Linked DNA regions of Danio rerio: region 2 is linked to region 1. A link is a contact called in public HiChIP or PLAC-seq data. All regions are on one chromosome and are shown on one strand. Each heading gives the region's core, a stretch centred on a gene start, on an enhancer-like site or on the middle of the called end of the contact. The rest is flanking DNA. Distances are from core to core; before and after follow the strand shown. Region 1 holds the start of gnb3b (guanine nucleotide binding protein (G protein), beta polypeptide 3b). Region 2 holds the start of stx1b (syntaxin 1B).

Region 1 (5,182 bases), core at 1,143-3,642:
AGTTATTAGTGGTTTTTAATCATTCGCTGCATGCATTTCATCAATCCTGACAGTAGATATAAATACAAGACTAAACACCAATCTCACCTCAATCTGTGTCTTCAGGCCTTCAGCCTCCTTTTTCATCTGTTCCATTTCACCCATGGCTGCTGTTGATCGGGGTGTTTAATAGCACAAGCTAAAAGCAAAAAAACAAAACAAAAAAAAAACGAAAATTAATACGAGTAATATAGTCATATCCTAGTTGAAAATGGCTATATATGCAATAAAATAAATCTGAACTAGGCCTTGAGGCTATTACATCACCTGTATTGATCTAATAATAATACGTATAAAACTTAATAGAGATCAAGTATTGATGACTATATTGAAATCTGACTTTGTTTCAATGTTAAAAAAACTCACTGTACAGTAATTAAGCTGAGTGTAAAATCTCACTAAGCAAGACAGAAATAGTGGAATGATATGTGTCATTTAAAAACTGTAGAGATTAATCTGATTTGGAAGAGTTTGCTAATATTTTATAGGAAATGCTAAGCAGAAAATGCTTTACAGCTCAGGCGTTAATTAGATGTACTATTCAAACATTGACATCTGCACCAAGCAGCTTAAAAGGCATCAAGGAAAACTCCCAAATGAGTCCTTCAAAACTGAACCAGTCCCGTTGAAGCCTCCTGTTCACATTAAAATACTGAATACATATGCAATTTCAAATAAAAAAGCTAAATTGTATTTGCATCAGACTAATGGTAATTTAAAATCCTCAATATGGAAGCAATCAAGCCTTCCCGTTAACAGTAATGTGCAAAAAAGCAGGCAGATCTGCAACAATGCAATCTGCATCTAATGCAATGGTAATCAACTTAACCTGAGATCTGCTTAAATATCAAAGGTTTAAAAAGTTATATGGAGATACTCGACCGCCGTATGAATTTACCTCGAGAAAACTACGAGAAATTGTCAAGCTGGAAATCCTAATTAACTTAAATGACTGTTAAATAGAGACTAGTCTTCTGTAGAAACCATGATCTTGCATTGTGTAGCTGACGATCGATTGATCATATGATATAATAGCTACAAGATCATGATGAGTTCAGCTCTTGATGAGAGCACAGTTGTTTTATTGATGCCGAGGAGGGCTAGAAGAAAGGTCTAAGCCCCTGCAGGAGCTCCCAGGGGGGTGGTTTATCAAATCTCCTGTCATCCGATTACCGACTGCTCTTTGCGACGAGATCAGTTGGTACCCGGGGTTCGGAGATCAAAGACAAAACGCAATGAAAAGAGGAAGAAATGACCTTTTTTGAGTGTATACCTTCTGCGATGTTTGATTTATGTGATCGATTTTACAAGAATGTTCGTCTGGATGCTATGAATCTCATGACTTTTAAGCTTAAGAGCAGCTGTAGCATTAGTTTAATCCTACAAATTGGTCAAGTTTACAAGTTGCGACCTCATGATCTGTTTAGAACCAAACATCCAGAGGAATGCATTAGTATAAAAGCCAAAATATTATTGACATATATTTAAGTGCAAAGTAGTATTACTTACTACATGTTTAAGGTCAATGAGGATTAAGTTTAGGGCTAGTTGAATGCAATTATATGCATAGTTAATTGCGATTACTGTAGTAAATGTGTATCAAGGACCAAATTTGATTCTGAAAATCTTCAGTGCATTCTCGAAATACCAATTGAAATCAATAAAAATAAACAAAATTCCAAATTACCATTACTTGATAGGTTGTTTCAGGTAATTCTCCAAAGATTAAACTAGGATCACTACAAGTTATATTCTTAAAATGCTTTTTTTTTTTTTATTTAACACATTTTACTAAGCATTTTGCATCTGTTTGTCACATTCTAAGAGTTTTTGTGCATTATACTTTCATACAAAGTTACTAAAAAGGCATGGAAATGTCTTAAAGAGATAGTACACCCAATGGTTTTAAGCCTTCATGGGTTTTTTTCTTTCATTGAACACAAAACTAGACATTATGTAGAATGCTGGTATGCATTGACTTCCGTAATAGGAAACATAAAAGACTCTAGAAGTCAATGGCTAGCAGCATTCCTCCAAATACCTCAACAGAAGAAAAAAACAAAGTCTAATTGGTTCCGACCAATCAGAAAAGTGAGAAGGAATTTTCACTTTTGGGTAAACTATCCTCTTTAAGCCCAAGTTTTATAGATTTGTTCGCCAGTTCAGATCACTGCACGACCTAATAAAAGACGACGAACAAACTCACCTCACTACCAACAAAGGCTTCTTGTCTTCTCTATTACTCCAAGTCTCTCTCTCTTTCTCTCAGTCTCTTTTCTGCTTAGTCCACAAAACAGCTCTTCAATCGTATCTCTCTGTGCCTCCCACAGGTTCCCCAACAGACAGGATGCAACTTACCTGTGGAAAAACTCTCTCGTCTCTTCCCCCGTCTCTGCAAGAGGAACAGATGAGGATTGGAGGGGATGAAGGAGATCAGGGATGAAAGGATAAGCCAAAAGATGGGCAGAGAAAGGGTAAGAGAGAGAAAGAGAGAGGGGAAAGGGGGAGGGCAGGGAACAGGTAAACCGATTGCGATGGAAAATCAGGTTATGGAGTCGAAAGACGAAGCAAAAGTGAGCGCAGAAAGTGATGAATCCGGGATTATGCATGAGAGAAGTTGGATCATTGGTTAAAAACGCAACAAACTTGATTGAGCTACACCAATGGAAACCCAAGCAAAAGGCTTTAAAATAGTGACTGTGTTTTTAACTGTGTAAAATATTGGGTTTCACACAATTGCTTCATGTTCTTCCAACACAAATCCATTAAGTTAACTTAATTGTTTTAAGTGGATTCAACATAAAACAATCAGGTTGTCCCAAAAAAGCCTCAAGAATTGTATTAATTTGGCTCATTTTTAATAAGTTGTATGAAAAAAGTATAAAAAATCTGTGATTTTCAATGAATTTATACCACTTTTATCATGTAGGCGCTTTAGGCAAGCATTAAGGATAGTTTACCAATTATATTTCCAACCCAATGTTGCAGAATTTTAAATGGAAACCATTTAATTTTATTCATTTGATTTAGTTTAACCGTGTATCTGTTGGAAGTAAAGCAAGTAAGGTAAATTGGGTAAACACGAATACGTCAGATTCACAAACATCTTAGGAGTGTCGTAAAGTTCTCCGTATTGATTCTACAATCATTTTGCATCCTGTTTAAAGCATAATAGACTAGTTGTTATCTCATTAGAGCAGTTTAATAACCGATCTGCCATTTGTGTAAGGGTCATTGGTGTAGGTTTGGTAAAGGCTCAATAGGAGGGGGCTTGTTCTTTGGCTTTGAATTGGTTTGTCAGAGCTAATGAGTTGAGCTCGCCTAATCAGTTTCTAAGTGGATATCCGGGAATCTGCAATCCTGTTAAGGAATTAGAGCAGGTGAATCCGTGGAGCAGACGTCACGGGGGACACAAAGAGCAACAGAGGAAGAAAGTGAGGAAAGTTATTATTATGATAACTCCTCCTGATGGCTTACACTTCCGATCAGAATAGAGAGGAGTAATGATGGTGATCATTTGTTTGTGGTTTATTCACTGTATGCTCTCTAAAAGTGAAAGTGTGTTTTTACAGCAGTGTTTTAGAAGAAATGAGTTGCCAAAAAGAAAGTCCCCTAAAATGGTTCCTATGTAGGTTCCTAGCTGCAAACTCAAACCATTATACACATTTCCACTGCAGAAAATGAGGTTCTGGCTTGAAGAAACGCTATAATCCTATTGGGCAATGTAATCATGCAAATGTGTCAAACTGTGCATTTAATCTAATTTTAAAGGGGCAGTCCACCCAAAAATCTTAGTTCTGTCAACATCTACTAATCCTCAACTTGTTCCGAACCTTTTTGAGTTGCTTTCTTTCTTTTTAACACAAAGGAAGATACACCACCTGACAAAAGTCTTGTTGCCAATTCACATTTTAGGAAAAACAAATAATAAGTTGACTTCTAGTTGATCATTTGGTATCAGAAGTGGTTAATATGAAAGGCAAAGGCCTCTAGATTATGCTTATTTTACCAAAATAAAATATGATCATGCCTTGATTGTTAATTAGTTCATTAGGACAATAAGGTCTGACTTTGCTGAGACAAAGGTCTTGTCACAGAAATAATGTACAGTATAGAATATAAAGTCATGGTGCAGTGGAAACAGAGATAATAATTGTGTCTGACTCCCATGAGCTTGGAGGACTGCATCCATACATCTCTGCAATGACTCAAATCGCTTATTAATAAAGTCATCTGGAATGGCAAAGAAAGCGTCCCTGCAGGACTCCCAGAGTTCATCAAGATTCTTTGGATTCATCTTCAATGCCTCCTCCTTCATTTTACCCCAGGCATGCTCAATAATGTTCATTTCTGGCGTCTGGGCTGGCCAATTCTTGAGCAGCTTGACCTTCTTTGCTTTCAGGAGCTTTGATGTGGAGGCCTAAGTATGAGAAGGAGCGCTATCCTGCTGGAGAATTCACCCTCTCCTGTGGTTTGTAATGTAATGGGCAGCACAAATGTCTTGATACCTCAGGCTGTTGATGTTGCCATCCACTCTGCAGATCTCTCGCACACCCTCATACTGAATGTAACCCCAAACCATCATTGTTCCTGCACCAAATATGACTGATTTCTGTGAGAATCTTGAGTCCATGTGGATTCCAGTAGGTCTTCTGCAGTATTAGTGATGATTGGGATGCAGTTCAACAGATGATTCCTCAGACAAATCTACCTTCTGCCACGTTTCCAAATGATCAACTAGAAGTCAAGTTATTATTTGTTGCTCTTACAACTGGGATCGACAACAAGACTTTTGTCAGGTAGTGTACACTAAAGAATGTAAAAAAGACATCCACTGACTTTCATATTATTTATTGTCCCTATGTAGATGTTTTCCTCTCAACATTCTTCAGAATATCTTGTTTAGTGTTCAAACGAGGAAACAATTAGGATGAGCAAATGTTGAGGAAAATATCCTTTTTGGGTGAGCTATCCCTTTAAGACCCATTGGTATATCATACAGGAACAGATTTACTAAAAAGAGCAAGCGTAGAGACGCAGAAAAGTTAGATGTGGAAACTTCTGCATGTACACTCAACGGCCACTTTATTAGGTACACCTTACTAGTACCAGGTTGGACAACATTTTGCCTTCAGAACTGCCT
Region 2 (5,006 bases), core at 1,389-3,888, 130 kb after region 1:
CATAAAAACATCTATATTTATGCTAATATCTGTTTTAATTGTTATATATATATATATATATATATATATATATATATATATATATATATATATATATATATATATATATATAGTTGAAGTCAGAATTATTAGCCACCCTGAATTAATTGCCACCCTGTTTAGTTTTTTCCCCAATTTCTGTTTAATTGAGAGAAGATTTTTTTTCAACACATTCTAAACATAATAGTTATAACAACTCATCTCTAATAACTGTTTTATTTTATCTTTACCATAAGGACAGTAAATAATATTTTACTAGATCTTTTTCAAGACACTTCTATATATCTTGAAGTGACATTTAAAGGCTTAATAATAAGGTTAACTAGGCAGGTTAGGGTAATTAGGCAAGTTATTGTATAACGATGGTTTGTTCTTGAGACCATCGAAAAAAAAAATTAGCTTAAAGGGGCTATTAATTTAGTCCCTAAAATGTTTTTAAAAATAAAAATAAAAACTGCTTTTATTCTAGCCAAAAGAAAACAAATAAAGCTTTCTCCAGAAGAACAAATATTATCAGACAAATTGTGAAAATTTCCTTGCTCTATTTAACATCGTTTAGAAAATATTCAAAAAAGATATATATATATATATATATATATATATATATATATATATATATATATATATATATATATATATATATATATACATATAATTAAATATATACTTAATGCAATAGTGCCATTTTCTCCTGCATGACTCCATAGCTTTATTATGTACACCTAATGATTTGCCATTGATATTCCGTTCAATCCTCTGTGGGTCTCTTTTTGGCCGCTATCACTGCAATCGTAAGAAATTAAGTATACTAATTATGTGAACGGCGCAGTTGAGGTGACATCTTCGTTGGAGTAGCCGATTAAAGTCATAAATCTTCAGTGTTTGATGTGAAATTTTTATCCCAGGTTTGCTTTGGCCACTGTGGAACAATGCTGCATCTCCACCTCGCTTCCACGACAAGCCTGCAATTACGCCATTCAATCTCACTCATTCATTTAATGTCAGATCCCTTCCCCTACACACAAACGAAACCCAATCCAGAAAGGGGGGCAAGGTCAATGAATTCTGTCTGATTTATCCTTGCTCGTCTCCGCTATGCACAGACACGCTCGCCCTGCGCACGCCCACAGTCCAAGCAACCCGTACGCTTCCCTCACCGCGCGACCAATACGTCACAGTGATGTTGACGATTACATAAAATGTGATTATTGCCCAATCATGTCGCATCAGATTCGCGTTGAGCTATTAACACCTTTAGAAGCAAGACTAATGATGGATGTGTGTTTTAAAGCGCAGGCGGCGGAGGATACAGCGAGCGTGCTCGGCTTTGGGGAGGATATGGTGCACGCGCATCACGTATAATTGCGAATTCTGTAAATCCAATTATCTGTAGATTACATTTCTACATTGCGTCTGATAAGCCACGGCTGATATCAGATGCTCCGCTTCTCCGAGGGGAATAAGGGAAGTCTTGGACGGATTCCGGTCCGAGTTTTGCACTAATGACTTTGAGTTGATGAAGATGGCTTGAGTTGTGAAGTTATCTATTTATTTATACAAACATGTTAATGCACTACTTATCTGTCTTATAACCCCCCAAGCGCACCACGCGCGCGCGCGCACACTGATGAGTGCAGTGCACTGGGTTCAGGCGTTTCCTTTACGATATTTCATTGATCTCTGGCGACGGAAAATTCGTGGAGGTTGGGCGACGCATTAAAGCCTCAAGGCCCACCTTCGATATTATGGAAAAATAAATAAATAAATAAATGATTAAGCCGCTATACCGTCGCGACTACAAATAGAAATAATTTGGCGGCCATGTTGCATTGCTTTAGCTCAATTGAGCGATACAAGCAACAATATTACATCCTTTCATGCCTAATATAGGGGCTAAGAACGGAACAATGCGTGCTGCAATAATCGCACATCACACCCAGCGATTAAAATGCGTCCGATGAAGATGTACATGCATCGGGGATGCAGCTTTAGCTGGAGATACTCAAAATTCCCTGGTGCAGAAGGCAAATTTAAGGTGTACCAAAGGAGAACCAGTGTTATATCCGTTTTAAAATAAAATAAAATAAAACATAAAGATCTGTATTAATTATTGATCATGCGGTGATCATAGAATTAGATATTGGGATGGTGCGTGTCAGTGTATGGATACTGGCTAACTATCCGCAGCAGCAGTAGATAGATCACACTCCTGGGCGACATGTATCAAAGGTGGTCTGTTTGTATGCATGTTAATGTAGGGGGGCTCATTTCGCAAATTACGCCATATAACCAGATTTGATCGATAAATCGATCCATCGCACATGGAAGGGTGCGGGAGTGAGAGCGGCTATTAAACACGTAGTATATCCGCGATTTGATTGAGTAACTGCATCAAGAAGAAAGGAGAAATAAGGAGTATGAGGATGTGAGATCGCGGGAAAATTCCGTGCACATCCCCGTAAATGCTGAACCGTGAGCGAGCAGCAGTGAGATGTCAGCTGCTGACGCCCGGTTGCGGTGAGGAGACGGAGAATATGGGAGGAGATGAGCGATAAAAGCAGCAGACTTACACTTCGTAGTTCCTGCGTGCGATCCTTCATTTTTCCCCGCCGTGCTGGCCAAAAATATCTCTTGAGATGTCCGCTGCGTTCGTGTTTTTATGCTTGGCAAATGTCTGGCTCCTGTTTTAATTTCCCACAGATGTAGCAGGTGATTTGGGGGGAAAAAAAAGGCCGCCCTGTTTCTTCTGTCTCCTCTCTGCGCTATTTCACGCCTTTTCCCCCTTTTCCCTGTTCCTGGTTGTGTGATGGTGGTGGTGTGTCCTCCGTGGCGGTGCAGTGATGCCCCGCAGCGCGCTCTGACTCCAGCACACGAATGCGATTCCGAACGCGGTACTGATGCTGCAAAAAAAAAAGAGAGGTGGGGGGAGGGGAGCGATGCAGAGGGCTGGGGATCTTCTGCGCACGCGCATCCGTCTCACTTTACCTGCTGCCCCTCCCCCATCCCGCTCGCTTGCTGTACTGTGCGTCTCCGCAGCGCGTAACTGGCCCACGTTCCCCATCATAACTAGGGAACTGTAGTTTGTTTTAGGCGGAATCAAAGAGCAGGAGACTCCTTTAGGCCTGATGAAATAATCGATGCGGGATTATTTCAGGCTAATGCGGGGGAATAAAACAGATGGGGCAAACTGAAATACACATACTCTTGTAGTAATTATTATATTATATTATGCTATGATATGTTATGTTATGTTATGTTATATTATTTTATTTTATATTATTTTAAATTATATAATATTACATTATATTATAATAGTTTATGTTATATTAACATTATATTTTATTATGATAAATAATATTATATAATGTTATATTATGTTATATTATATTAAGTTATATTATATTATATTATATTATTTTACGTTATATTATGTTATATTATATTATATTAAGTTATATTATATTATATTAAGTTATATTATATTATGTTATATTATATTATATTAAGTTATATTATATTATATTATATTATATTATATTATATTATATTATATTATTTTATGTTATATTATATTACATTATATTATATTAAGTTATATTATATTATATTACATTATATTATATTAAGTTATATTATATTATATTATATTATATTGTATTATGTTATATTATATTATATTATATTATGTTATATTATATTATATTATATTATATTATATTATATTATATTAAGTTATATTATATTATTTTATGTTATATTATGTTATATTATATTATATTATGTTATATTATATTATATTAAGTTATATTATATTATATTATATTATATTATATTATATTATATTATATTAAGTTATATTATATTATTTTATGTTATATTATATTACATTATATTATATTAAGTTATATTATATTATATTTTTATATTATATTATATTACATTATATTATATTAAGTTATATTATATTATATTATATTGTATTATGTTATATTATATTATATTATGTTATATTATATTATATTATATTAAGTTATATTATATTATATTATATTATTTTATGTTATATTATATTATATTATATTATATTATATTATATTATATTATATTATATTATATTATATTATATTAAGTTATATTATATTATGTTATATTATATTAAGTTATATTATATTATGTTATGTTATATTATATTACATTATATTATATTAAGTTATATTATATTATATTTTTTATGTTATATTATATTATATTACATTATATTATATTAAGTTATATTATATTATATTATGTTATATTATATTATATTATATTATATTATATTAAGTTATATTATATTATATTATATTAAGTTATATTATATTATGTTATATTATATTAAGTTATATTATATTATTTTATGTTATATTATATTACATTATATTATATTAAGTTATATTATATTATATTTTTTATGTTATATTATATTATATTACATTATATTATATTAAGTTATATTATATTATATTATATTATATTATATTGTATTATGTTATATTATATTATATTATGTTATATTATATTATATTATATTAAGTTATATTATATTATATTATATTATATTATACTATATTATATTATTTTATGTTATATTATATTATATTATATTATATTAAGTTATATTATATTATGTTATATTATATTAAGTTATATTATATTGTATTATGTTATGTTATATTATATTATATTAAAGTGTCATTATATTGTGTTATATTATATTTTATCTTATTATTTTATATTATATTAAATTATATTATACTAAATTATGTTATATTGTATTATATTATATTATTAGACTTATAAATTATAAATTTATAAAATAAAAATATTGACCTGACCATCTCCTTGCCTAAACCCAACCGACAGTGTTTTCAAAAGCACTGATTCCCAACTTGATTTTAAGTTGACCAAAGTAATTCAATAAATTCAAA

What was found. HiChIP or PLAC-seq counts read pairs in DNA pulled down with a chosen protein or histone mark.
Region 2: a contact with region 1 is called in an H3K4me3 HiChIP or PLAC-seq map of gastrula embryo, with 2.4 times the contacts expected there. The contact joins the promoter of stx1b here to the promoter of gnb3b in region 1. A contact is called at or near these places in 2 of 4 datasets of contacts at active chromatin or transcription factors (embryo and gastrula embryo).

The regions. Positions count from the first base shown.
Region 1 is chr19:6,056,711-6,061,892 of GRCz12tu, forward strand. gnb3b (guanine nucleotide binding protein (G protein), beta polypeptide 3b) reads right to left here and starts at 2,393. Exons shown (of 9, transcript NM_213202.1): 1 at 2,246-2,393; 2 at 88-178. The coding sequence starts at 144.
Region 2 is chr19:6,186,131-6,191,136 of GRCz12tu, forward strand. It overlaps stx1b (syntaxin 1B), which reads right to left and starts at 2,639. Exons shown (of 10, transcript NM_131523.1): 1 at 2,610-2,639. The coding sequence starts at 2,639.